Regions from separate parts of the Sus scrofa genome. Here all the other regions are linked to region 6. Evidence: chromatin contacts called from public Hi-C, HiChIP or PLAC-seq and promoter capture Hi-C data. All regions are on one chromosome and are shown on one strand. Each heading gives the region's core, a stretch centred on a gene start, on an enhancer-like site or on the middle of the called end of the contact. The rest is flanking DNA. Distances are from core to core; before and after follow the strand shown.

What was found. Promoter capture Hi-C pulls out the DNA fragments that hold promoters and counts their contacts. A called contact is a pair of places that touch in the nucleus more often than the background predicts. HiChIP or PLAC-seq counts read pairs in DNA pulled down with a chosen protein or histone mark.
Region 1: a contact with region 6 is called in a Hi-C map of embryonic fibroblasts, with 2.1 times the contacts expected there. The contact joins the promoter of USP7 here to the promoter of NUBP1 in region 6. A contact is called at or near these places in 1 of 5 promoter capture datasets (liver) and 1 of 47 Hi-C or Micro-C datasets (embryonic fibroblasts).
Region 2: a contact with region 6 is called in a promoter capture Hi-C map of liver, with 10 times the contacts expected there. The contact joins the promoter of GSPT1 here to the promoter of NUBP1 in region 6. A contact is called at or near these places in 1 of 5 promoter capture datasets (liver) and 1 of 2 datasets of contacts at active chromatin or transcription factors (alveolar macrophages).
Region 3: a contact with region 6 is called in a Hi-C map of embryonic fibroblasts, with 6 times the contacts expected there. The contact joins the enhancer-like site here to the promoter of NUBP1 in region 6. A contact is called at or near these places in 2 of 5 promoter capture datasets (both in liver), 20 of 47 Hi-C or Micro-C datasets (alveolar macrophages, blood, embryonic fibroblasts and 12 more) and 2 of 2 datasets of contacts at active chromatin or transcription factors (alveolar macrophages and skeletal muscle).
Region 4: a contact with region 6 is called in an H3K27ac HiChIP or PLAC-seq map of skeletal muscle, with 17 times the contacts expected there. The contact joins the promoter of PMM2 here to the promoter of NUBP1 in region 6. A contact is called at or near these places in 2 of 5 promoter capture datasets (fetal skeletal muscle and liver), 6 of 47 Hi-C or Micro-C datasets (embryonic fibroblasts, heart right ventricle, liver and 3 more) and 2 of 2 datasets of contacts at active chromatin or transcription factors (alveolar macrophages and skeletal muscle).
Region 5: a promoter capture Hi-C map of liver shows a contact between it and region 6, with 18 times the contacts expected there. The contact joins the promoter of C3H16orf72 here to the promoter of NUBP1 in region 6. A contact is called at or near these places in 2 of 5 promoter capture datasets (fetal skeletal muscle and liver), 2 of 47 Hi-C or Micro-C datasets (heart right ventricle and liver) and 2 of 2 datasets of contacts at active chromatin or transcription factors (alveolar macrophages and skeletal muscle).

Annotation. Positions count from the first base shown.
Region 1 is chr3:33,752,194-33,756,784 of Sscrofa11.1, forward strand. It overlaps USP7 (ubiquitin specific peptidase 7), which reads left to right and starts at 2,164. Exons shown (of 31, transcript NM_001135680.1): 1 at 2,164-2,329. The coding sequence starts at 2,248.
Region 2 is chr3:31,234,418-31,238,710 of Sscrofa11.1, forward strand. GSPT1 (eukaryotic peptide chain release factor GTP-binding subunit ERF3A) reads left to right here and starts at 2,738. Exons shown (of 15, transcript XM_021086589.1): 1 at 2,738-3,433. The coding sequence starts at 3,076. It overlaps LOC102166437 (a long non-coding RNA gene), which reads right to left and starts at 2,949. Exons shown (of 2, transcript XR_002342422.1): 1 at 2,383-2,949; 2 at 252-829.
Region 3 is chr3:33,617,157-33,621,862 of Sscrofa11.1, forward strand. No RefSeq gene overlaps it. Among named protein-coding and RNA genes, the nearest start is that of C3H16orf72, 36 kb to the right of the region's middle. Within about 2 kb of position 2,890, at least 21 of the 83 cell types and tissues checked have an H3K27ac peak or open chromatin away from gene starts, as enhancers often do. A contact at or near this core is called in alveolar macrophages, embryonic fibroblasts, omental adipose tissue and 3 more, where this site is marked.
Region 4 is chr3:33,891,000-33,895,364 of Sscrofa11.1, forward strand. It overlaps PMM2 (phosphomannomutase 2), which reads right to left and starts at 1,473. Exons shown (of 8, transcript XM_021086654.1): 1 at 1,318-1,473. The coding sequence starts at 1,383. It overlaps TMEM186 (transmembrane protein 186), which reads left to right and starts at 1,516. Exons shown (of 2, transcript XM_003124605.4): 1 at 1,516-1,650; 2 at 2,670-4,365. The coding sequence starts at 1,648. The coding sequence ends at 3,305.
Region 5 is chr3:33,652,886-33,657,282 of Sscrofa11.1, forward strand. C3H16orf72 (UPF0472 protein C16orf72 homolog) reads right to left here and starts at 2,453. Exons shown (of 4, transcript XM_003354616.4): 1 at 1,761-2,453; 2 at 1,013-1,093. The coding sequence starts at 1,986.
Region 6 is chr3:32,329,214-32,333,363 of Sscrofa11.1, forward strand. NUBP1 (nucleotide binding protein 1) reads right to left here and starts at 2,589. Exons shown (of 11, transcript NM_001243382.1): 1 at 2,534-2,589; 2 at 2,345-2,449; 3 at 651-784. The coding sequence starts at 2,552.

The DNA.
Region 1 (4,591 bases), core at 914-3,413, 1.4 Mb after region 6:
TGAGCCTGGTCTGTGACCAGGATGGAACCCGAAACCTCATGGTTCCTAGTAGGATTTATTTCCACTGCGCCATGATGGGAACTCCCATCCATTCTTCTTTATTGCCAAACAGTATCTTCTTGGATGGGGATACCACATTTAATGTATCCATCATGCAAGGTGTTCTTTTTACTAATCCCTGGGTTGGTTTTGAACCCAGCAAGATAAGGTTGGCCAGTGTGGAACGTGATAGGCACGTTTATCACTGCCTGCCACCCTTTCCTCTGCCAGAGCAGTCCTTGCCCTCCCCCAAGTCTCTAGAGGTGGAGAGAAGGATTCCTTTGCATCTGAGAACTGTTCATTAGCATTTGTGAGAATCTGGGTGAATAACAACGCCTCTTCAGAATCTGGGGGTGACCCAGGGGCTGGGATTGACTGGTTCCTGGGGAAAAAACTCCTTCTCTCTCAGTTTGCCCACTGCTTTGGTCTAGGAAGAAATGCACTGGTGGGAAACCAGTTCAAGTCTATGAAATGCTTGGGGGGTGGGGGTGGGGTTCTACTCTAGCCACATTTGAATCCTGTGTTCCTTCCACAAATATGTATTGAGTACTTGCTATGCACCAGGCATTTGGGATACCACAGTGAACAAAACATTCTTTCGTGGCTAGGGAGATGGGCAGTGCATAAACTGGAGAAAGATTCAAGGATGAGAGACGGGAGATGGAAAGTGGGACAGGAATCACGATTTCCTGGTCAGTTAAGGTCACTCAGAGGTACCGATATGTAGGTGCATGTGCTTTTCCTCTATTCTCTTCTCCATCCACACTTCCTTGGTTATCCTCAGAATGTTGAGACCCTAGTCACCAGTGTCTCAAGGATCACAAGAGACAGGACAGAATGAAGGAGGCCCTGGGTGAACGGTCTTAGCCAGGACGGGCTGATAGAAAGGGAATCAATGAATGCCACATGAAGAACTTTTTAGTTTGGTTTTGAGGGACTAAAACCAATCTGGTTTCTGGTTTGGGCAATAGTGAGAAAAGTGCTCCCACGAGAGGTGCAGGGTGAGTAAGTTGCAGGCCGGTTAACGGGGGTAAATGGTAGGAGTGCCAGCGAGTGCTGATCGGTGCTGACCGCTCGCTCCTACCCGGGCCCTCTTCTAAAGAGGCGCCGGGCGGTATCAGCTACCTGCCCTGGGTCACACGGCTGCGGGGCAGGGTTTCGGGCCCTGCCCCGACGGCCACTCGCGCGGGCTTTCCGGGTGACCAGATGCCCGGGCGGGGCAGATGCTGGGCCACTCGCCCCCCGAGGGCTGGGGGACCCGTCGCCCACATCGGAGCGCACCGGGCCCGGCCGCGCCGCGAGGCTCGGGCGGGCACCGAGGGCGGGCGCCCGGCGAGAGGCCGAGACGGGCCGGGCGGCGCGGGGCGCGGGGGGCGCGGCGCTGCGGGCCGGGGCAGGCGGGCCGGCGGGCGGGCGGGCCCAGGCGGCGGCGGCGGGCGGGCCGCTCCCTGCACCGCCTCCCCGCTCCGCCCTCCCGCTCCCGCTCCGCCCTCCAGCTCGGAGCTCGCCCGCCCGCTCCCTGCGCCGCCCGCCCGCTCTCCTCGCTCGCTCGCTCGCTCGCTCTCGGGCCCCCCATGCGGATGTGACATTTCACGCCGCCGCCATTTTGAGAGCGAGCCGAGTCGAGCCGCCGGGCGCCGCGTCCGCTGCCGGAGTCCCGACGACGACGCCGAGGAGGCGGAGGCCGCAGAGCCCCGAGCGCGGCTGGTCCGTCGCCCGCCCGCGCCGCCGCCGCTCCCGCCAGCCCCAGGCCCCGCAGGCCCGCCGCGGCCGGCCAGGCCTCTCGCCCGCCGCGCCCGGCCCGAGGCGGGGCTGACTCCGCGGCCCCCGCCCGGCCGCCCTCCGCCCCCGGCCGGCCCGCGGCCCCGCAGCCCCGGCCCCGGCGGCGGGAGGCGGGCCCCGCGGCGGCGGCGGCGGCGGCGGCGGCCGCAGCGAGCGAGGAGGCCGCCCGGCCAGGCCCGCCGGCCGCCCGCCCGCCTCGGCGCCGAGATTGGGCGAATCGCGAGCAAGTACGTGCGCGTCTCCCTGCCGCCGCCGCCCGCCGCGGGCCGCCCCGGGGCCGCCGCTGCCGACGACGCGCGGGAGGAGGAGGAGGAGGCCGCCCCGCCGCCGCCGCCGCCGCCGCCGCCCCGGCTCGCCGCCGCCGCCCGCCCGCCGGGCCCGCAGCCCGGGCTCCCGGCCGCAGGCGAGGCCCAGGCCGCGGCCGACATGAACCACCAGCAACAGCAGCAGCAGCAGCAGAAAGCGGGCGAGCAGCAGCTCAGCGAGCCCGAGGACATGGAGATGGAAGGTGAGCCCCGCGGGCTGGCCGCGGCGGGGCCGGGAGCGCCTTCCATTGTAGCCGGGGGGAGCCGCAGGAGCCACGCGAGGGGCTCGCCATCTTTAACCAGGCCCCGGGCGGCCGCGGGCCTCGGCCTGGCCGTCCCGACCCGGTCGGCCCGGCCGGGGCGAGGCTGCACCGTCATGCCGGGCCCGCGGGCGGGGGGCGGCCGCCGGCCCCCCGCCTGGCGCATTGTCCGGCCCGCGGGACCCGGGCGGCCTCGCCGGCACAAAGCGCCCAGAGCCCAGAGTTGTAAATGAGGGCGCTCCGGCCGCGGAGGGACGCAGGGCTTTGGGGGCTGCTGGCGGCCGCCGCGCGCCGGGGTCGGGAACCGGGTTCCGGGGACCGTGCCACTGACGGGACGTCGCGGGGGCCTGGCTCTGGCCGGGAGGGTCGGGGCCCTGGAAACCTCCCTGGGCTCGGGCCTCGCCCCCACCTGCTCCCGTGCGCTCCCCCGGAGAGCCCCCCGGGGCTTCGAAGCGGTTCCCGGGTCGATCGCTCTGTAACAGCACTTGCTAGCGTTGGGCTTCATTTTGAAACACCTGCAAGGGACGCGGATGTTGTCAGCCTCCCGACGGGCCCAGAGTTCTGAGCCAGGCGCTCTTCGTTTCAGAGTTACCTGTTTTTCAGGGAGTTTGGTACCTGGCTGTTGGTGCAGTCAGCCTCGGGCCAGGTGTGGGTTTGAAACTACGTGAAAGCTCCCCTCCCCCCAACTACCTATATCCGAATTCAGCTCGACTCCGAAGGTAACTTTTAATTTTCTGCCCCTGTGCCAGCAGCTTTCCAGGGTACCGCACTTTTGAGATACTAGGTCTTGGTAATGAAGGTTTGATGTAGAGGCCCTGGATAGGAAAGGGTCTTGGGCTTACAGGCTCAAGCAGAGGTGGTCACTGGAAGGCATCTGTTTGTCATGGCCCCACGTATTTCAAAGGGCAAAGTCTAGGGAGCCTTAAAAGAGAATTTTTACCCATTTCTAGGAGGGCCGACAGGCAGGAGTTAAAAGGGGGCACCTGGGTGAATGGGGCGTTGAATGTTCCTGTTCTGCTTTGAGCAAGAGATCTTGGGTTGCGTAAGTGTGTGGGGCGCTAAGGAAGCTCAGGTAAAGCAGCATTTGTCCTTTGGGGTGGCTACACGTGCGGGGCGCTGCACCCTGGTTGGCAAGAACACTTTGACTGGTGTTCCCATGAGTATGAAAATGGGGGGGCGGGGGATGCCCTGCCCGATTGCAGGAGGTAAAGTGGAGGTGCCTGCAGAAGGCACTTCCCACTTGTCCTTACAGTGGTGAGGAATGGGGGGCAGGAGAGCCAAGCTCACGCCAAGAACTGGCTGTCTATTTCTCTTGGCCCCAGCGAGGCAGTAACTTGGTGGAGCTTTTGTCATATGCCATTAAACCAACTAGCTGAAGGAGTACGTGCTGAGAGTATTCTGTATATTCCTTTAGGCCAAAAGAGGGCTGCTTTTCAGTTTCCTTTTCAAATACCACTCATCAAGACAAAAATCCAGTAGCGCTAGGCTGGCCTACGCCATGTCCCATGTAAGTCGTCCTGCCACTGGTTTTGAACACTAGTGATAGTATAAGCACGGGCCTCTCCGCAGAGTGCATTTCTGGCACCGAACTGGGTCTTTGGGAAATAATCATGGCCACAAGTTTCAAGGACTTTTTTAAGACTAGAGAGGATTGAATGGGGGAAGAATTTTCAGTCCGGGCATGTGTTCACAACTGGTTTCTTTTCTCATGGAGTTTTTTATTTTCATATCAAAAATGGCATTGGAAAGTCACCCATAAAGTCATGAGTCTGCAAATTTACTGCCATCTCAAACTGGATTGCAAAGATTGTAGCTTATTACTAATGATTCCTTAAACTGAAGTCTTGTTTCTTTTGGATGGGCCTTAACTAGAAGCTACCATGTCTTTGAAGGGCTTGTAGTCGAGCCCCCACAGGTGTGCCGTTTAAAAAGCTGCCCGAGTCTTAGGCGGTCTACAAGCTTTTCAGCCTTTCCTAGCCTTCCCTCTCCTCGCATGTGCTGCTAGGTTGACATATATTGTATTTTAGATGAGAAAGAGTGAAAGACTCCTTCCTATTACGGAGCAGGAAGGGTGGGATTTTGGGGACCGGCGGCTCTGGTTGGCCTGCGTGCCCGGCGCTGCGAGTGACTCGCACCTGTTTGCTGTTCGCCCTGAATCCTCCCCACTCAGCAGCTGGAAGCTGTCAGGGTTCTGACCAGCTTGGG
Region 2 (4,293 bases), core at 1,488-3,987, 1.1 Mb before region 6:
TTGTGTTTGTTTTTGTTTTTGTTTTTTCTAGGGCCACACCCATGGCATATGGAGGTTCCCAGGCTAGGGGTCGAATCAGAGCTGTAGCTGCCGGCCTATGCCAGAGCCACAGCCATGCCAGATCCGAGCTGCGTCAGTGACCTACACCACAGCTCAGGGCAACACCAGATCCTTAACCCACTGCGCAAGGCCAGGGATCAAACCCGCAACCTCCTGATTCCTAGTTGGATTCGTCAACCACTGAGACACGATGGGAATTCCCATTCACAATTTATTAAGCATGGTTTCTCTGCCAGGCATTATACCAGGCAATGGGGATATAAAGATGAATAAAAGATTCTGACCTCAAGTGCTCAAACTTAGCACAACAGTAATTAACAAGAAGAGCTTATTTCCTGCTTGCAGCTGTTTCTCAACCCTGGCAGGTCAAGGCTTTCAAAAACCAATAGAGTGGATGCTTTCCTGAACATCCATAACCATCCTATTCAGGGACAGGGAAGTTAACGACATCAACTTTTCTAAGCTGCAGTTTTAGCAGTTTCTTTGTCCCTAGAAGCACCAGGCACAAAGAAACTCGACTAATTTAATTAGATGTGAAGAACTAACCTATCGGGGTGATCACCCACTGCCCTCCATCCAGGCAAAAAGTCTTGAAGTTGGGGATCCAATGACAAAGGGCGGCAAGGTTCGCTATTTGAGTCAGCGGCTCGCCTTGGCACTTTCTTGGGAGCAGATTGGGGAGAGCAAATCTTGAGCGAGAAGGCAGTTGAAGCACTTTCAGACATGTGTTTTCTTCTTGTGAAGCTCATTCAATAGCGATGCAGGTCTCCTGTATAGGAAAAAAAGTCTGATTTTTATATCAATCATTGGGATATTCTCTCTCAATTTGAGGACAATCATTTAATATCAACATTATTTTTTTTTCCTTATTTTTATTTATTTTTTGGTCTTTTTTAGGGCCACACCCACAGCATATGGAGGTTCCCAGGCTAGAGGTCTAATCGGAGCTGTAGCTGCTGGTCCATGCCAGAGCCACAGCAACTCGGGATCCAAGCAGCGTCTGCAACCTGCATCTGTGACCTACACCACAAAACCCACTGAGCGGGGCCAGGGATAGAACCCACAACCTCATGGTTCCTACTCGGATTCATTAACCACTGAGCAACCTTGGAAACTCCAATATCAACTTTAAAGTGGGACATTCTTAAAGATGCAGCGAGGTCTTTAGAGAACCCTAATAATTGGCTGTAACCAGAACTTTGTATTAATGAGAGTTATACATCTTTTGTGTGTGTGGGGGGGTGGAATCAATGTCCAGAATATTTCCAGAGCAATGAACCACAGACCCATCTAGAAACTTAAAGTCAGCCTTGTTATAATGGATGTCTCCGGTTTAATATTAATTTAATATTAAACCCAATTTCAAACCACTTTAGAATATGATTATGTTTTCAAAGGTAACAGACAGCTCTGTTGTGATTTGTCTCATTAGGCTGAGTTCTTTTATCTTTAAAATAGATGTTTAAAATTAATACCTAGATTTAGGTTTTGGAGCTTAACATAAGGTTTTTAAGAAATATCTTTGTGTGTTCTCTGTACAGACTGTACTCTGTAATTTCTAGCAGATAAATGACACTCTGCTAGACTGGCCCTCTGTCTAGACTTCTAGCAGGAAAATATCAACAATATGTTTTTCTCTGTTTTGGGCTCCGTAACGGTGAATTACAGGAGAACTTAACAGGTATTAAGAACAAGGCTATTTTCCCACTTCAAGCAGTTGGGTCTAGGTTTTTATCTTTCACTTTTTCTCTTTTCCTGGGTTTACCGAACCGCGACCTGGCCGCATGAGACGCAGTCAATAAAGTACTAAGGCAAAACCTGAGCAAATCCTACCCTTCAAAAGAAAACCACTTCACCTAAGGGTGCAAACGAAGTTGGACGCACAAAAATAACCCTGTTAGTTGGCTACATCATGGAATACGGCAATCCTCTGTTTGGTTTGCAAAGCCCTTGGCAGGGAGGAGGAAGGGATGGAAAAGTTTGGGTGAAGGCTTTATGACTAGTCATACAGGCAGTGAGTCATTGTAAGTTTCCAGTTAATAATCCCCTCTGCCGAGGCAGAGCCTGGGCCCGAGCGCTTTACAAGCCACTCTACAGTTCAAGTTGTCATGTCTCACGGTTTTATGGTCTCGTCCACCAAGTGAATACAAAAAATGAAAGACACCCCGCGTCGTCTTTGAAATGTGGGGCAAATTCTGGCTGGGGGCGGGGAGGAGGAAGGTGGAAAGAAAGAGAACAAGGTAGGGAGGCTGTGAGGCAGGGAACACAGAGGGCTGGTGAAAAGAGAAGGAATTTTCAGGAGTTGAAAGCTTTTCTTTCCACCTTAGATCTGCTGTCCGTTTTCCCGCGTCCAGTGCGGAAGGACAGAGCGGACACCCCCGTGGGCTGAGAGACCTGCAGTCCGCGGCCCCGCGAGAAGTCGCGCCAGGGCTCGCTCCTACCCCGGCCCCCACCCGGTGACAGGTGGGGCCGCTGAGAGGTGACCAAACCTCCGCCTTCTCGCGCTGCCTGCCGGGAGACGGCGCCGCTTCCGGTTGCTCCCGGCCCCGAACTCCGACTCCCGTCGGCCCCCGGGAAAACCGCAGCGGGGTCGCGCGGGTGCTGCCGGAACTCGTAGTTCCGCCTTCGCCGCGACTCGTAGCCGGAAACGGGGCCGGCCGGAGCCGAAAACTACCGAGGCGAAGGTACGGGTGGCGGCGAGGGGTCAATTCGCACCAGGCGTGGGGTTGGCGCTGAGGCGGTCGGAGGTGGTTGGAGGTGGTTGGGGTTGGGTGGGAGGAGATCTGCTAGCACACACGAGGAGGGTTGAGCCGTTGCTGCCGCCGCGGTCGTCGTTGCGAGTGCGAAGCCGGGATTAAAGGTGCTGCCGCGACGACGCCGGAGATTGTGTAGTTAGCTCTCCCAGCCTCTCTGCCTCGCAGCTTCCCGGGCTCAGCGCGGCCTGCTCCACCCCGGCCCATCGCCCCCGCCTCCATTTCCCGCCCTCTCTTCACCACACACACGGCCCCCCCGATCATGGATCCGGGCAGTGGTGGCGGCGGCGGTGGCGGAGGAGGTGGGAGCAGCAGCGGCAGCAGCAGCAGCGACTCGGCACCGGATTGCTGGGACCAGGCGGACATGGAAGCCCCCGGACCGGGACCGTGCGGCGGCGCCGGCGGCCCTTTGGCAGCGGCGGCGGCCGAGGCCCAGCGTGAGCACCTCAGCGCGGCCTTCAGCCGGCAACTCAACGTCAACGCCAAGCCCTTCGTGCCCAACGTCCACGCCGCGGAGTTCGTGCCGTCCTTCCTGCGGGGCCCGGCCCAGCCGTCAGCACCCCCAGCTGGCGCCGCCGCCAACAACCACGGAGCCGGCAGCGGCGCGGGAGGCCCTTCGGGTAAAAGGCCGGGACGCCGCTCTTTCCTGGGTTGCGGGAGGAAGCCGGGCGGGGAGGACAGGAGCAGCCGGCCTGGGAGCCTGAGCCCACCTGGGATGGGGATCGGAGTGGGGTCGGGAGCGCGCCAGGCCAGAGGCGCGTGGTCGTGGGGCCAGGCGGCACGTGGGGAGCTGACAGCGGCGCCGGCTGTCCTGGGTGGGGCGCCCCGGGGCCAGGGTGGCGGCCTGCGCAGGGTGGCGGCGGTGGAGGGCCGGGCGGGGTGGGAGCAGCGTGCGGGGCACACCACTGGGGCCGAAGGCCCGAGACCCGCGGCCGGCCTCTTTTTCCGTGGGGCCCCACTTCCCCGCTGGAAGTGGGGACCGTATGGGACGGAGGGGGACCGCCGCTGGACAGTGCCACGAGGCCTAGAAATGAGGACAGATGGAGCCTAGGGTCGGTCGGGTGGTTGTCGAGAGCGCTGAGGGCTTGGGGAGGACGAATGCTGGAGTTTTCCCTTCACCTCGGTCTAGACGAGAGAGCGTCTCGCCGCGATTTCTGTTATTGAAACTGTAATTACGTTTTAAATATCTATGGCACGGAACCATCCTGAAGGAATCCCAGGATGCATTGCAGTCTTGCGATCCGGCAGAAACAGTTGGCTATCAATAGATCTTTTTTCACTCTTAGCATTTTGTAAGCTTGTGGAGTTCACAGATGTCACAGAGTTCGTTTCTCACTTAACATTAAAGTGTGTACGTTGATCATGTGCCCTTTTTCTCACGTGGGACTGACTTTTCTCCTTAGTTGGTGATAGGTTTAGCATTTTTACTGCGTTAAAATCTTTTACCTTATTCAGGTTACTTGGTATATATAACTCGCTC
Region 3 (4,706 bases), core at 1,640-4,139, 1.3 Mb after region 6:
ATAAGTAGTATCCACTTAGCTTTTTAAATGTCTTCAAAACACAGTATCTTTTTCTAAATCTGAATTTCACAAAGTAAGGTTGAACTTTTTAATTCATATATTGTTTGGTCATTTGTATTACCACTTCTGAATTTCCTGTTCATATCTTTTTATTTTTCCTTTTTGGTGTATTGCTTGTCACAGTCCCATTTTCCTTTCAATTTTATTTATATCAGTGATGAACAAAAGTAAAATTTATGCTCATAATCAGCCTTTTTTTTTTTTTTTTTTTTGTCTTTTGTCTTTTTAGGGCCGCACCCGCAGCATATGGAGGTTCCCAGGCTAGGGGTCGAATTGGAGCCTCAGCTTCTGGCCTACACCACAGCCACAGCAACTCGGGATCCGAGGCACGTCTGCGACCTACACCACAGCTCATGGCAACACCAGATCCTCAACCCACTCACTGAGTGAGCCAGGGATCGAACCTGTGTCCTCACAGATGCTAGTCAGATCTGTTTCCGCTGAGCCACAAGGGGAATTCCTCCTTATCCACTTCTGAGATGAGGAAACAGGCACAGAGCAGTTCAGTGCGTTTGCTCAAGATCACACATCTCACTGGTGGTAGAGCCAGGATATTCCAATCCAGGCAGCCTGTGTCCAGAGAATGTATATCAGCATTATGTGTTTTTTTAGCCCTGCTGTGTTGTTCTACTTCTTTAGTGTGCCAGGCATTTTAATTAAAAAATTCCATTTTTATACTAAAGAAAAGGCATGATTGAGTAGAAAAGAAGCTATTATCTCTCTTTATACTGAGGCCACGAAATACCACCATTTAACTGGAGTGAATAAAAAGCAAAAGTAAACATGCAAAATGATCCTGAATGACAACTCCCCACTGTATTACAAGTTCCATGGATTTTTTTTTTTTTTGTCTTTTTTTGTCCTTTTAGGGCCACACCCATGGCATAGCTAAGTATGGGTGCTGTAGCCACCAGCCTACGCCAGAGACACAGCAACACGTGGGATTGGTGCCGCGTCTGCGACCTACACCACAGCTCACAGCAACACCAGATCCTTAACCCACTGAGCAAGGCCAGGGATCGAACCCGCAACCTCATGGTTCCTAGTCGGATTTGTTAACCACTGAGCCACGACGGGAACTCATGATTTTTGTTTTTCTTTTTATGGCCACACCTGTGGCATACGGAAGTCCCTGGGCTAAGGGTGAATCAGAGCTGCAGCTGCTGGTCTACACCACAGCCACAGCAACACCAGAACTGGAGCCACATTTCAGAGAGGCCAGGGATCGAACCCACATCATCCTCATCAACACCATGTCGGGTTCTAAACCCTCTAAGCCACATCGGGAACTCCCTACAAACTCCATGAAAACATGGATTGTATCTTGACCAGGTAAAGAAAGTAACACAGGAGGAGAGAGTCTAGACTTGAGAGAGAGAAAATTCCAAATTTGAGTCCCAGCTGGGTATCCTCAGACAAGTCACTCAACCTTTCTGAGCAGCAGCTTCTCCCATGGCAACACAGACACAGACACATGCCTTAGGGGTTGCAGCAACCTTGCCATGGGATATGCATGTAAAACACCCAAGAGAAATGGGGTTATCAGTATGACTAGCCCTTCATCTCCCTGTGGCCATAACACAAATTCCTGCAGGACTGGTGGACTTCCTGTTTGTTTTGGCCCACCCTGCTGCACTCAGAGAAGCCCAAGCCTGCTCTGCCCACAGCCATGTCTCCTGCCGAAAGCTAACAGAAGGATGACAGCCATAGCTGGGGCCTAGGAAGGGCTTCTGAGACAAAGCCCTGGAGGGCAGCCCTAAGGCACCACCAGAACCGGGGTGGTACAGTCTGGGAATGGGAGGGAGTTGGGGGGTCAGAGAGCAGGAGCCAAACCCTGAGAATAAGTAACTGCACATCACAGGTCACAGAGTCCCGAGTGTCTCAAGCCAGACCCCAAATCCAGGACTGGTGAGAGGGCCCATTTTATTTACTTATTTATTTATTGCTTTTTAGGGCCGCACCCACGGCATATGGAGGTGCCCAGGCTAGGGTGTTAAATCGGAGCTGTAGCTGCTGGTCTACACCACAGCCACAGCAACATCAGATCTGAGCCGCGTCTGCCACCTGCACCACAGCTCATGGCAATGCCGGATCCATGACCCACTGAGCGAGGCAAGGGATCGAACCTTCGTCCTTGTGATGCCGGTCAGATTTGTTTCCACTGAGCCATGACGGGAACTGAGGACCCATTTTAAAGGTGGGCAAGATGAGCCCCAGAAAGCTGAATAGCCGTTCTTAAAGGAGCTTGGAAAGGCATCCACCCATCGTCCCAGGAGCCCTGACCTACAGAAGGTGCTTAATTGGGCCACCAGCATGTGTTGAACTAAAGCTTCCTTAAGCAGCTGTGCACCCTGCAATTCACCTTCGTCACAGGCATGACAGCTTCACTCATGGATCTGACCCCATCAGCATCTGAGTGTACCACCTTGGACGAACAGGACTTCATGGAATTTTCACAGTCAGCGTAGGGTACCGTTACCCAGTTTAATAGCAGAGGCCCAGACCAAGCACCGAGCTCAACAGGATTAAGGAGTGAAGTCCTGGCAGAGCAGGTCCTTCCACAATGGCCCAACAACTGGATTGGGCACTGGGAGGTGGAAGAGGGTGGAAGAGAGTCTTTAGAGGAAAAGAGGCCCATGGGATCTGGCAGCAGACACCCCCCCCCCACCGCCCCCGGGCTCTCAAATCCTGACTCCCGATCTCTGGCCCCATGCATCAGCACCCCACTCACCACCAGGAATCCCCAGGACAAGCCCTGCCCTAGAAGGGCTGTCCCTTTAAGGCTCTGGTGGGCAGACCCAGCCTTTTCCATGGAGCTGACACAGTGCTGTTTCTCTGTCATCCAAATTCCAGGCCGAAACAGGAAGTGAGTCGCCACCGGAGAATGTGGGACTCCCAGCCTAAGGGACAGGCTCAAGGCCAATGCTGGGTCCCTACAGGGGTCAGGCCTTTGGGAGGGTCAGGCCTTTGCCAGGTGCATGGCTCTTGGGTGAAGGAACACCAGTATCTGCTTGCGTCACTAATAGTATGCAACTGAGAGACGTTCTCAAACTCAATCCAAGTTCATCCAAGTTGACCAGATCACACAGGGATCTTTCAGTCCCCATCCAGGCCCCCAAAATGAAAGCGTCAGGTAATCTACACGCTCATATTCCTGGGCGGTAGTTAACCCAGGCCATCCCCACTCTGCAAGAGGACACTGAGGCTCCAGTTAAGGTAATCTGCCCATGGTCCCAATCCTAGTGAATTTGATCCACCTGGACGTGGAATGCTCAGGCGCCTTCTACACAGGGCGGAAGCAGACAGATGTGGGTTCAGATCCTGGCTGAGGCACCACCTGAAGCTTCTGGTGCCTCTGTCTTATCTGTCAAATGGGGATCCCCTCATCCTATCAACAAGTATTTCCTCCCGGATGTCTGCTCGGTGGCAGGCACAGTGACAGGTAAAGGGCCCACGACACAGTCCAGGAAAGGCAGACGCAGCTCAAAAGTAAACCAGTAAATGAAATGACCACCGGATGAGAACAAGGGCTTGAGAGGATGGTGGGGAAGGGCCGCTGAGCTGAGTGAACACAAACCAGGAAGAATAAAGGGGCGGCCTTCGCCACCAATGGGTCAAAGGGAGGAAATCAAAATCCAGCACCCCTAAGACCTGGAGCAAAAGCTCATAAGGATGGGCCTCTGGGGAAGGGTCCAGTGCGGTGACCACCCCCACACCCCGCCCGGTACGACCTGCTAGGTCATGCCCAGGAAGGGGACGCCCAGGCCGCCACCTTCGGAGAACGCCAGCGCGGGTGACAGCACTGCGGCCTCGGGCCCTGGTCCTCCCTAGCCTGGGACAGAGCCGGCTCGCGGCCCAGAGCCTGGAAACGACCCCCCTGAGCCTTGAGGCCCCCACCCCCGGCGGCGTAAGCCCCTGTGAGGAGGAAACAAGCCCCAGCGGGGACGCGCTGGCCGCCTACCCTGTCGGCGCTCGGGCTTCCTGAGCTGGAGGCGCGCCCGCTGCGCGGGGCCTAGCGAGCGGGTTTAAAGCGGGGTTCACTGCGCAGCTCCGTCTCCCGCACGTCGGGTCCCAGGCGGCGCCGCTGGGCACAGCCCACCCCTTCCCTCCGTGGTGGTCCCTCGCCGACCCCTCCTCCCCAGAGCGCCCCCTCTGGCCTGGGGGCCTCGGCGGCCCTGCGGCCTCGCAGCAGCCGGGATGAGGCGCTTGGTGCTCACTGGAAGCCAGGGCCCCTTCCCGTGCGGCACCGCCTCATCCCGCCCTCACCAACAAGCCCCTCACCAGCGGGAAACCGAGGCCTGGGTGGGTGAGTGGGTGACTGGCCACGAGGTTCCAGGCGCCCCGCACACGCGCCGGGCAGCGGCCACCCAAGTCTCACTCTTCCTCATCCGGAAAGTGCAGCTGGCGGACCTGCCTACGAGGAGCTTTTCGTTGCAATATTCATGACTAACACAAGGTCCACATCTGTAGGGGCGGGTGAGGGAAGAGCTCTAACCTATTTTAACTGAAAACAAAAATGCAGTTGAAAGCGCTTGTGACCTTTTATATAGTTTCTCGAGAACACATATATTCAAGTACATGCGTAGCAATTCTTTTTCATGTGCACCCAGTCACTCTGGATGAGGTAGGGAGGCTTAGGGTCTGCA
Region 4 (4,365 bases), core at 223-2,722, 1.6 Mb after region 6:
TATCCTACCTGGGATCAAAGAGGGAGAAAGGTCGACAGGGTCCAATGATATGTCAAAAGGCTTGGAAGTAAACCTAAGAGAGCACTCCGGCCAATGGGCCAATTAGAGCAGCAGTTTGTGTCCGTAATAAAGTTTTACTGGAACACAGCTGTGCTAGGTCCACATCTGGTCTATGGCTGCTTTTGGATTTAGGTTGAATAGTTACTACAGACCATATGGTCAGCAAACACGGAAGTATTTGCTATCTGGCCCTTTGCAAACAATGAACTGCTGACTTCGGCTCCAGGCCACTCTGAGTGTTTAACAACTTGCAAGTGTGCACTGATTACGGAGTCAAAAAGGGCCTGTGGAGAACTTACAACTGTGCATCATCAGTACATACAGAGCACCTGTGGCTCAGAAAAGTAAAATGATACATCTAAGGCCACACGCATTCAGTGAGGAATTCTGGAGCACACCAGTGCTACCACCCGACCCAAACGCAGCAGGGTAGAGAGAGACTGAGGCCATTTAGCGCCAGTCTCAAGTTCAAATGGCTGCTCTTCTAATGTGTGCAAAGGGTAGGTCAGGGTAAGCTTCATCACAACGGTTCATCTTGAGACCTATCCGTGCTCGTGGCAGCAAAATCTGGAAATGGAAAGCAAGTTTCCAGGAGTCCAAGAAGGTTCTCGGCAGGCAGCCTGTGGCAATCTAGGTTTCCTCTATCACCCCCTTCCACTGCAAGGCTAGAGCAGGGAGTGGCGGTGGCAGCGAATACTTACTGAGTATTATTGAGCACAGTCTACCGTATGTAAGATAACTTTCAAGAACTTAAATGATTTCATCCATTCATTCAAACATCACATGGAACAGGTAGACGCCCCATTTAAAGCCACAGATGCTGAGGCTCTGAGGTTAACTAACTTGCTCAAGTCACACAGCTGTCAAGCAGAGACTCTGCTAGGTCTGTTTGGCCTGGAAACCTATGTCTTTCATGTCAGGCTACAGGCGCAGACCACAGGTGATAGGTCTGAAGAGGGCACACAAGCTGGTAAACCCGGCTGATCCGGGATTCAAACCCAGGGGTGCTGATGAGAGTCCAGAACTGCGTTTTCCAATCAAAGTTCCTTGCTCTCAAGAGTTCCTAGCCTGTCCCTTCTCTCCGAGGACCCTGAAGTCTCGAAAAGCTGGTGAGAGCTTTCGTCTCATGACTCCAAGGAACCCAGAGTAAAGTTCAGCCCCTCCGTGGGAGGTAGGCGGTCCTTAGCCGCCCCAGGTCGCCTACCTGGACGGTCATTACACCCACCGGGGAGCCGTAGGGAGTTTTGCACCGCTTACCTGCCTGGGAGCGGTCAGAGTCCCGTCCACGTCGAAGAGGCAGAGCGCTGGGCCGGGAGCAGCCATGACCCCAGTTTCCACGTAAACCTTACACGACTTACTGGCACCTGGCACCCGGCCCGGAACTTCCGGGTCCGGCCCCCGTGCCGCAGGGCACGCCGGGAAGAGAATTCCCCTCCCGCAGTGCCCGAGACTAGCGTCGGCTTTGCTGGCTGGACTACAGATCCCAGAATGCAGCGCGCCCCCACGCTGTCCCATTAGGGCGGAGGACACGTTCTCGGAGATTCCCGGAACGCGAGGGACTCGCTTCCAGCTGCAGGCTGCGGGGCCATGGTAAGAAGGCAATTGGTGGCAAGAAAGGGAGGGGTCGTGCTTTGGGGGTCGGAGTCAGGCCCCGGGCAGGCCTGCGGACGCCTTAGGTTCTGATTCGGAGAATCCGGAGGAGGGACCTCCGACGTGGGTTCCCCGCCGTCCTATGCCCCCTAGGTCACGTGGGCCAACTAAAATTTAGCATTCACCGTGCATTACTGCATTTAAAGGCTTTAAAACTGTTACCTTCTTCAGTATGTTACGGATACCCACTTTGATAGAGAAACCAGGGCCCAGAGAGGTGGAGTAATTTGCCCAACGATCCACAGCCGGTGACTGTAGGAGCCAGGGTTGGAACCCAAAACTGGCTTCAAAGCTCAAAGCACCTTTCGGTGCAATATTCAAGGTGTAGAACTGTGCATCTAATAAAACCCTTGTGCTATGAGTTGACGCCTCCATCCCTTCCTCCTCCATTCTATCCCTTCCCTCAATCCAGGCCAAGAAAACAGCGTTTACGTTCTGCCCCCAAGATGACGCTTTTAACCTAACCGAGAATTCTACAGTTATTATGATGATTAGCTAGCGGATTTGTTCCCCACTGGGACACTGATTTAGTTTCCTGCTTGAGGAAGTGTTCACACAGGCCGTGGATCCGGTATCCAGCCAGAACCGGCCCTCCTTGGGTATGTGCTGAATGAATGAAGCCTGCGCCTACTTGAGCTGCCTGGAGGAAAGAGGTTGGGTTTGAAAGTTAGACTGCCCTACTCCCTGACTGTGTGTCTTTGGGTAAATTTCTCACCTTCTCTGGGCTTAGTTTCCTCAGTGGTAAAGTAGAAGCAGTGGTTCCTTTAGCACACAGCTTCCCTGACTATCACGTGAGGTAGAGGTAAAGCCTCTGATTTCAGCTTTCTTTCCATCTCTGGCAATCATGCTGACCTCACCAGGCTGGCAGGATCCTCTGTAGCAGATGTTTTGCATGTGGTCCTTGTGTGATTAGCTTGGCTGAGTTCCAGAGAGAAATGGTCTCCCTGTCTCCTTTCCAGGCTGCCCTGCTCCGAGCTGTGCTGTGGTCACCAAGGCAGGCTGCATGGGGAAGGCCTTTCCACAGGCTGTGGCGCTGCAGTGGGCAGGATCCTAGGAGGTGGGCGGGGAGCAGGCCTCTGCCATCCAAGAAGAACCCGCTGGGCACAGAGACTGAGAAATTTCAGATGGTGTACCGGTTTGATGCCATCAGGGTCTTCGGGTACCTCTCTCAGCTGAAGGTGGCACAGACAGCGTTGACAGTGGTGGCCCTGCCGCCTGGCATCTACTGGTACTCCCAGGGCCTCATGACCTTCAACTCCCTGTGCCTGGCAGGCGCAGTTGCCAGCTTCGCGCTGGCCATGTTGTGCTGGATGAGCCATTTCTTCCGGAGGCTGGTGGGCATCCTCTATGTGAATGAATCAGGCACGGTGCTGCGGGTGGCCCACCTGACCTTCTGGGGCCGGCGACAGGACACGTACTGCCCCGTGGCCGACGTGGTCCCCATGACAGAAAGCCACGATCGGCCTCAGGAGCTGTTTGTGCGGATCCGGCAGTACAGTGGGAAACAGACCTTCTATCTCACCCTACGCTACGGACGCATCCTGGACCGGGAGCGTTTCATGCAGGTGTTTGGGGCGCTGGACTCACTCAAGTGAAGGACTGGGAGCCAGGCCGCCTGGGTCTCCCGTAGGAAGGCTCAGGGAAGGGTGAGGCTGAAGTGGGGAAGTCAGGCAGCTGGAAACTGTCAGGACCCCAGGGACTTGTCTTCTGGAATTGAGAAATTCACAAGGTAGAAGCTAGCAACCAGGTTTAGGAAAGAGGCCCTGAGTGCAAATTCTTAACTGCACTTATGTATGACATTGACAACGGCCAGAAGTTTCTGTTAAGAGCCAGATCTTGGAGGAAGCTATGCCAGGCTCGTTCCAACAGTGCACTGCTGGGAAATCAAAGACAGAGAGGTGGGGGTGTGTCAGAAGACCTGGGTCCCTCCATTCTCAAATCCCTGTCCTGAGGCGGGTTATCAAGTCTCTCAGATTGTTCTCACATTTTGTAAAGTGGAAAAATCCTGTCTCCTGGGATGGGTGTGAAAATAAACGATATCACTTAGTGCAGAGTTGCTAGTGCTGCAAAAGGCTTCTATGCCTGTGCTGCGCCCCCTGGTGGCCCCAGATCCGAAGGGACTGGGATGAAGCCTGGAGGTGGGTCCTTGGCGCCAGCCCCTCAGGGCACAGGGTCTGGGGTGGGGGTGTCCTCCAAGCAAGTTCACATCCAGAGGTCTAGGGGCTCTCACATGGGCAGGCTCTGCAACGTGATAAAGTCAGATGAGTGATATGCTGGAGCCGTACTTTATAAACTAAAGCTAGCTATATGCAGTGCCCCTGGTAATTAGTAATATGTTTACTACATAATCTGTAACAAAGGGCAAGTCATGATCTTTATAATTCTGCCACTGAAAAGTCAAAAATCACTAGGATTTGTTTTGTGGCCTTCTAGTCTTTTTTAAGAACTGTAGTAAAACAAACATAAATGTATCCTTTCAACCATTTCAAAGTGTACAATAAGTGATATTAAGTACATTTACAGGGAGTTCCCGTCGTGGTGCAGTGGTTAACGAATCCCACTAGGAACCATGAGGTTTCGTGTTCGATCCCTGGCCTCGCTCAGTGGGTTAAGGATCTGGCGTTGCCGTGAGCTGTGGTGTAGGTCGCAGACTCG
Region 5 (4,397 bases), core at 1,203-3,702, 1.3 Mb after region 6:
CTTCCATAAAATGCTACCTTAATTTGCTCATTCTTATGCAAGAAAAGGAATCTGAGAATCAAGTCGATCCACAGCCTGTGCTTCAATAGTTGAAACAAAGTTCGATAATTTTGAAATGCACAAAGCTTTACAGCATTTATCAGCACTTTCTAAAAGTTTAAAAGGATTTAATTACACGATTACTAACACTAGCATTCAAATTCAAATCCTTTTTCCAGAGAAACCTTGCCAAAAATCAAACCCAAATTTCCAAATCTTCGAAATGAGAGTAATGCACAAAATCTAAACCCATTGTTACTAAGGAAGCATGATGGGCAAGAACATTTACCCACATACCTTCACATGGGGGCGGGGAGGGGATTAACTGCAGAAAAGCACTACCATGAAACACAAATCAACTCAAACTCCGATCACAGATCTCCTGCCAACGAAGTACAATTGGTTTTGAAGGCAAACATCCATGACTTGCTAGGAAAAAGCAGGGTGCTAATATGCGCACATATTATTCCAATTAGCTACTTTTCGACGCACTTAAATGCTATGCCACCACTATTCTGGGAATTGCCTAAACTCAAAACCTTTTCCAAGAGATGCTTTTCCACCAGTGTGCCTTCCACCTCTCTGTGAGACATAAATTCTTCCCAGGGTCTCCAGCTTTGAGCTTTTCAACCTCGACACTACTGCCAGGGCCGACGTGGGAGTGGGGAGGCTGTTTCAGCACCACAGGATATTCAGCAGCCTCCTCTAAATGATGACACCCACAAATGCCCCCAGACATTGCCAAATGTCGCCGAGGGGGGACAAATGCCCCCTAGCTGAGAATCGGCTATCTAGGTATATACCACCACCGGTATTCTCTAGTTGCAAGCTATTAATGGCTGGATTCAGGAGCAGAAAACACTCCTCGACCCGGGGCCAGGTCAAGGTGGCCAATGCCCTCGGAACGCCGTACTTATCCCCTGACTCAGGCTGCCCTTCCCCTTAGTCGGCAATGCAGCAAGGTTAGCGTTACCTTTGTAGAGGTTGGTGACAGCGGTGGCTGCGTTTTGGAAGGGGACCCAGAGAGAAAGTCCTGGCTGCTGACACACTCGGTCTGAAAGACGACAAAAAGAGAAAAAAAAAAAAAAAAAGAAAGAAAGAAATGCACAAAGACGGGGCGAGGGGGGAGGGGGGAGAGAGAGAGAAAGCAATGTTATTTGGGCGTCAATCACTCCGGAACGGCCATATTAGGTTTCGCCATTTTGTTCAAGGTTTTCGGGATCCCGCACTGGGTCGGGGGCCGGCAGGAAGGGGGTCGCGGCGGGCGGCCAGGGGGGGACGCGGGACGCGGGGCGCAGCCGGGGCCCAGGCGCGGCGGTGGGAGGCGCCCCCTCAAAGTCCCCGCCCCGAGACCGGCTCCGGCACAATAGGCCGCCCCGGAGCCTCCCTTCGCCATTTTGTGACCGGGGGCCCCTCCCCTCCCCTCACAGGCCCCGGGCGCCCGGCGGCCCGGCCCCAGAAGCGAGGGGCCCCCCGGGCGGCCCCCAACGCAGGAGCCCCCAGCGCCCGCCCCGGGCCACCCCCCGGGCGCCTCCCGACGGCCCGCCTCCCGCGACGCCATCTTGCGGGGAGGGGGCGGCAGGGCCGCGACGCGACGGCCGGAGCCTCGGAGACCGCCCAACCCCACCGCCAACCCCGGACTCTCCGCCGACCGCCCGACAGCCGGGCCCTAGGCGGCGGCGACGGGGGCGACGGCGCAAGATGGCGGCAGCAGCCCTCACCTTTGTAGAGCTGGGCCACGGCGGTGGCCGAGTTCTGGAAGAGGTGCCACAGTTTCTGCTGCTTGTGCTCGGGCTGCGCGGCGGCCGCCGCCTCCTCCTGCAGCTCGGGGGGCAGCTGCTCGTCCTGCTCCGCCTCGGCCAGGCACTGCCGCTCCCACTTGGAAAACCAGTGCTCGGGCCCGTGCTCCTGGATCTCGGCCTCGCCCTCCTCTTTCCGCTCCTCCATCCTCCGCGGCCTCCCGCGGCCTCGCCGCCGCCGCCGCGTCCTCCTCAGGCGGGGCTCCCGCGGGAGCGTCGTCGTCGAGCGGCCCGGTGGCGGGGCCCAGCGGCCGGCGGCGGCTCCTCGCGGCGACCCAGACCTCCTGCACCCCGACGGCCTGCGAGCCCCGCCCCGCGGCCCCGCGCTGTCCGGGACGACCCCCGCCCCGAGTCTCCCTACCCCCGGGCCCCGCCGAAGGTCGCCGCGGACCGGATGATCGCCGCCGCCCCTCGCCTCGCCGGCCTGAGCCGGTCTACCACCACGCCATAGCGCCGCGGCCTCTCTAGGGCCGCCGCCGCAGACCACCGAGACCTCCGCGAAGCCCGGCCTGCGCCACCGAGCCCACCCCGAAGACTGAGGAACGTCTTCGTCGTCGCCGCCGCCGTCGACGCCTCTGCGGCTGCTGGTCACCGCCCTCCCCCGCCCACATGCTGACTGGGGAAGCACCGCCCACTCGGCCCCGGCTCCCCTGCCCAGTTGGGGCGCGCCCACTCCGAGAGCCCCCATTGGTCCGATCCGACCGGTTCCGCGTGCCGTCCCCTGAATATAGAGCCGTGATTGGCTCGTAGGCCTGTCCGCCTGACGTAACCAGTGGGCGGGGGAAAGGGAGTGAAAGTCAGGAAGGATGAAGACTGGGACAGAGGGGAGGAGCTGACAGTGGTTGCGTCGGAGCCAACCGAGGTGGGGAGGATAGAGAAATGCGCATGCGCGCTAGTTGCAGCCGCAGCTGCCAGGCGGCGTGCGGGGGTCACGTGACCTGGCCCCGCGGCCGCACCCCGAGGGGGCTTTTCCGGCGCTTCCGAGGCCCCGGGGGACGCAAAGTCTAGTCCAGCTACTGGGCCCCTGGGACTGAGGGATGTAGTGGGTGACAGCCTCCTACGCCAGACTCTTGGGCTTCCAAAGAGAAGAGGGAAGTGAAGAAGGTGAATGAACTTGCGAAGCGAGTCTTCGTTTATTTCAGAGACCAATTTCCTAGATTAGCAAGTTGAGCCTTGGAGTCCACAAAAAAACTTCTAAGTGGCTAGGCCGGCGGGCCGCCACCACTCACGCGGCTCGCTTCTCGTTGCGTCCAGGGGGCTCTTGCGCCCGCCCCCCACCCTGACCCGTCCCTTGACTAGACCTCTGCGGCCGCGCAGCCGACTCACAAAGCCGAAAATAAACCTCGGCAGGAGAGCTGTGCCTCGGCCAGGCTGCGTCTGTGCCTTCGTGAAGTTGGCGGCCCCCGCACCTGTCCCAAAAAGCACACTCCTGGGCCATGTGCTGCAGCCTGCGTCACGCGCCAGCCCCCGCCTCCTCCGGCCGGGAATCCTCGTGGCCGCGCCAAGTGGGAGGCCGGGTTTCCAGGGGGTTAGTTCTGCGCCGATTTCTCAATCACCTGCCGTGTGCGATCTCCGCATCACCCGGGCTGCGCGCCTCCTGTGGACCAGGCGCCGAGCTGCGCGCTGTGGTCACCAGGCTGGGGACGTCCCAGGGGCTCAAGGTCTGGAGAGGAAGAAGCCACGTAAAGGGGCGATGACCGCACAGATGCAAAACTGGCCCTTAGACTCATACGCTGACGGCGGGGGTACGAGCCACGGGGGCTTGGATAAGTCCCAGGGGCTGCGAAAGCGCCCTTCTACAAAGCGGTTTGGCTGTAAAGCCATCACTTTTGGAAGAAAATCTGACCTCACTGTGGGCTACAAGTCCCGGCAGGATCTGGCCCCGCCGCCTCCTCTGCGTTCATCTGAACTCCACTCTCTGCTTGGCTAGGGCTGCCCAGCCACACTGCCCTTCTTTCTGCTTCGTCAGACCTCCAAGCTCTTCTCTGCTTCAAGGCCTTTGCCCTCGCAGTTTCCTCTCTCCTGCCTCGTCGTCATTCCTCAAGGTTTGGCTCAAATGGCCTGGAAGCAGAGAACGCTTGTCAGACCAGCTGCGTTAAAGTACCTCCCTCTACACTCTCCTGTGGCCTGGTTTTAGTTTTTCATAGCCCGCATTGCTCTCTGAAATGATTTACTTGTGTGCCTCCTCTCACCACAAAGTAAGTTCTTACAAGGCAAGGATCTTGGCAGTCTTGTTCTCTGTTGAATCTTAAGAGATTAGCAGAGGAGGAGTTCCCTTTGTGGCTCAGCAGGTCAAGAACCCAACTTAAAAAAAAAAAAAAAAAAAGAACCCAACTTAGTGTCCCTAAGGATTCGGCTTCTTTCCCTGTCCTCCGCCACTAGGTTAAGGATGCAACGTAGCAGCAAGCTGCTGCATAGGTTGTAGATGCAGCTGGGATCCAGTGTTTCTGCAGACCAGCCGCTGCAGCTCCAGTTGGACCCCTAGCTGTTGGAACTTCCATTTGCCCCTGGTGCAGCCCTGAAAAGAAAAAAAAAATTACTAGGAGAATTACCTGCTGT
Region 6 (4,150 bases), core at 1,339-3,838:
AGTGAATCTTCGGATCAGGTTTTAAGATCTGTGCAAAACCGTCTTAAGTCCCAATGGCTCACCTGCATTTAAAAACAGGTTGGTACCTTTTTCTTCCTCTCCCACCACACTCTTTACTAAGGCTGCAATCCCGAAGGCAGCCTTGGCAAATGTGTTATCTTGCTCCTCTGTGTACGTGGTGTGCGTGAATGGCCTAGTTCAGGGGTCAGCAAGTGTTCCCTTCAAGGGTCAAGTGCAAGGTAGTTTAGGCTTTGTGGGCAAAATCGAGGATAACACATAGGTGTTAACATAACACTATAAAACCAACCATTTATAAATGAAACAACCGTTCACAGCTCACAGACCATAAAAAGACAGGAAATGGGCTGGATTTGGCCACGAGCTATAGTTTGCAGACCCTTGGCCTAAAAAAAGACCGACGGGGGTTAATAGAAAAAGGTCTGAACTTAAATCGTCTGCAGGCCAAGAGAAACGGACACTTGCCACCCACGACCATGGCTGCAGACCTTGATGAAATCCTTCATTCTGCTGCTTGACTGCTACACTTCCTCCTTCTCTCCCCAGAGGTCTCTTCAACGGACTCTCACTCCCTGCGAGCCATGCTGAGCCCTCAGACAGGAGCTGCTCCCAGCCTTCCCGGAGGGGCCTACCTGCGTGTTCTCATCCTCCGCTAGGCCGTGGGCCAGGTGGGCGCTGAAGGTGCTTTTCCCCACGCCGCCTTTCCCAGACAGCACCAAGATCTTGTGTTTCACGGTCTTCATTTTCTCTTTGATTTCCTCTATGGCTGCAAAGAAAGCAATTCAGAGGGCCAAGCCCCCCCACTCAGTCTCCACTCTTCCAATGGGCTGGAAGGAGCTAAGTTCTCGGGCTATTTCAAGGGATTGGGCGTGAAACAGCACCTCTCCAATGGCAGTAACAGTGCTACCAAAAAAATGCTACTGGCCCCTCTCATATTTCCTTACTTATTGCTCCAAGGCAGAGCTATAGATACAGCAGTGATTCCCAACCTGGGGCAGACCCCACCAGGGTACGTCTCTTCGTTGTCACAGAAAGGATGTGCTGCTGGCGTGTAGTGACTAGAGGCCACGGATGCTGCTCAGTGTCCTGCGGTGTTCAGGGCAGATGCCCCATAGCAAAGATTTACCCAGCCCTGAACGCCAGTAGTGCCAAGACTGAGAAATTGACAAATTGCAGGCACTTAATCAGTACCTGTCACAGATGACTATCATTTACTATGCTTTCATTATCTCATCCCATTTCAAATCCTAAACACAATGCTTGATTTTTTCTTTCTTTTTTTTTTTTTGTCCTTTTTAGGGCCCCACCCGTGACATATGCAAGTTCCCAGGCTAGGGGTCGAATTGGAGATGCAGCTGCCAGCCTGCACCACAGCCACATCAACTCGGGATCCAAGCCATGTCTGCGACAGACACCTCAGCTCATGGCAACGCCAGGTCCGCAACCAACTGAGCAAGGTCAGGGAACAAACCAGCGTCCTCATGGATACTAGTCGGATTTGTTTCCGATGAGCCATGACAGAAACTCCTATTTTTTTCTCCATTTTTGATGAGGGAATGGAGGCTCAAAAAGGTTAAGACTGTTGCACAGTCACACTATGTGCAGTGGTCCCAAGAATCAAACCCGCGTCTCTCTTTGAATTCCTTCAAAATTCTTCCCCTAGCCTGCTTTTTAAGATCTCAGTAGGCTCTCACTCTTCAGTTTCTCTTTCGCAGTATTTACTACTGTGCTGATGTGGTTACTGTGGGTCTCCCCTATTAAACACACTTTCCCTAGTGATCTCATCTACCTCTTTCACAACTGATTCCCCAGCATGGAGCACCGCGCCTTCAAGTGATTGACACGTACTTTTGTTGAATTAATGGAAGAATCGCTCCTCAAAAGAAGGAAAAGTTTGTCCAAAGAGAGCAGCTGGTGAAGCTAAGATTTAAGCCCTAACTACCCAACTTCAATCACTCCCGGTTCCTTGGGGTGACCGCCTCCTCCCGACCACTTCTAGTTACTGTCACTCAAACCTCTGGCCCCACCCACCCCTCACCGGCAGCCCTGCTAAAACCCCTCTGGATTCCACCCAGACAAGGTATCAGAAGCCATCCGCCCAATGTTCCCCGCCTTTAAAGTGCCCCGCCCCTCTGGGTCTCGCTCCTGTCACTCATTCCTAAAGCCCCGCCCCTTACTCTGAAGACGCTTCCTCGTTTCGCCTCCCTGGGCCCTGCCCCTGTCACTCAACCTTCAGGTCCCCAACCCATAACCACCCCCACCCACACGCCCCGCCTCTTCCGGGACAGCGATGTCCCCTTCCTGTTCAAGTCGCGCCCTTGCTTACCCGGGTCCGGCGCGGCACCAGCTCCAGAAGCGCATAGCCGCTGGTTCGGACACCCCTGACATGAAGCCCCTCGACCCGCCTGGGCACTGCCGGTCCCGGGACAGTCTGCACGGAGAAAAGATCACCATTCAAGTGGCTCCTGTCTTGTCAGTCCCGCCACTCCCCCAACCCCCGCTTCCGCGCGCTCACCGTGCGGTACCTCCTCCATTCTGCTGCTTTGGACGCCTCTGCGGTCACCGGAAACTGCCGTTGCGTATTTCCGCCTCGAGGCGCCCAATCTGATCCTCCAGCTGCGCGAAATAAATCTCAGCGAGAGGGCGTGTGTACCGCAAATCCTGTGGTCGGGAGCTTGAGGCGTTTCTGTTCCTTTTAAAATTGAGCTGCAGAGATCTATCCCAAGCACTTTAGTAGGTATCTCCTAGGAACAAAGGCGTTATCCTACATGACATCGGTGCCATTTTCATACCCGAGAGATTTGACATTGCTGCAAAATTGTTGGCACACTATTCATTTACTCGGCTGTTCCAAATAGGGCTCCACCCCCAAGTCGCACTTTATCTTTTGTTCGCTCCAATTTCTTTTGAAGAGCCCGCCGCCTCCGCCTCCTCCCACTCCCACTCCCCCGTTAGATTCAGGTTAAAGTTTTTAGCAGAATGTTCTTACCTTTGTATCACAGCAGAAGCACATAATGCCAATCAGTGGACGTCGTTATTGGTGATGTGAGGGCTTGATCACTTGATCAAGATGGTGTGTGTCCTCTTTCTCCAGGGAATGGTACCGTTTTCCATTTGTAATTAATAGAGACTCTCTGGGGGTGATCCATTAAGATCATGTGAATATCCTGTTCTCAATCAACCTTTCACTCAATGGTTTTAGCATCATTCTTACCTGGATGGGTTACATAGGTGTTTGCAAAATTGTGCTTTTTCTCAGTTCTGTCATTATCTATTATCTGAGTTAATTAACTGCCATTCCTCAGTAAATAAGAGATTCCTCCCCGCCCTTTTTGAGACTCACGGACCTTTAAAATATTCTATATTTAATACATTATTCTCTCTGGTCAATTTCTTACTCCCCTCCGTCAGTTTAGCCCGTGAAGCCTAGTCAAGCCAGGTCCTGTGTTACGGACACTAATCCAACATCTTTGTGCTTGTTCTTTCCAACACAGTAAGACTGTGCAGGTTCCCCTTCTATTTGCTCCAGCTATTGCTCCAAGGACCCCCTCGTTGCTTTTCCTGGAGAATGGTGTTTATTTTTTGTCTTGTTAGGGCTGCACACCCAGCACATGGAGGTTCCCGGGCTGCAGGTCGAATTGGAGCTGAAGCTGAGGGCACCAGAGCCATAGCAATGCCAGATCTGAGCCGTGTCTGTGACCTACACCACAGCTCACGGCAACACCGGATCCAAGAATGGTGTTTAGAAATCAAAATGTGGATACTCAGTGTGCTCATTACTACTGGCGTGTCACTGCTTACAGGTTTGGGACAAATTTTAAAGAGTGAACAAACGTCCTCCTGCCTCAGGCATTAAGGATATAGAAACTCATTTTATTTTTTGGCTGCACCTGTGGAAGTTCCTGGGCCAGGGGTGGAACCTACACAACAGTGACCCAAACCTGATGATCAGTGATGATGCCTGATCCTTAACTGCTGGCCACTGGGGAACTCCCAGAAACTCATTACACAGGAATGTTATCAGTTGCCTATTACTGCCTCTAACTACAAGCTAGCACATGCTGAGTGGTTACTCTTTGCCAGCTGGTATCGAGTACTTGTATGTGAATTGCCTTACGCTTTTCAACAATCC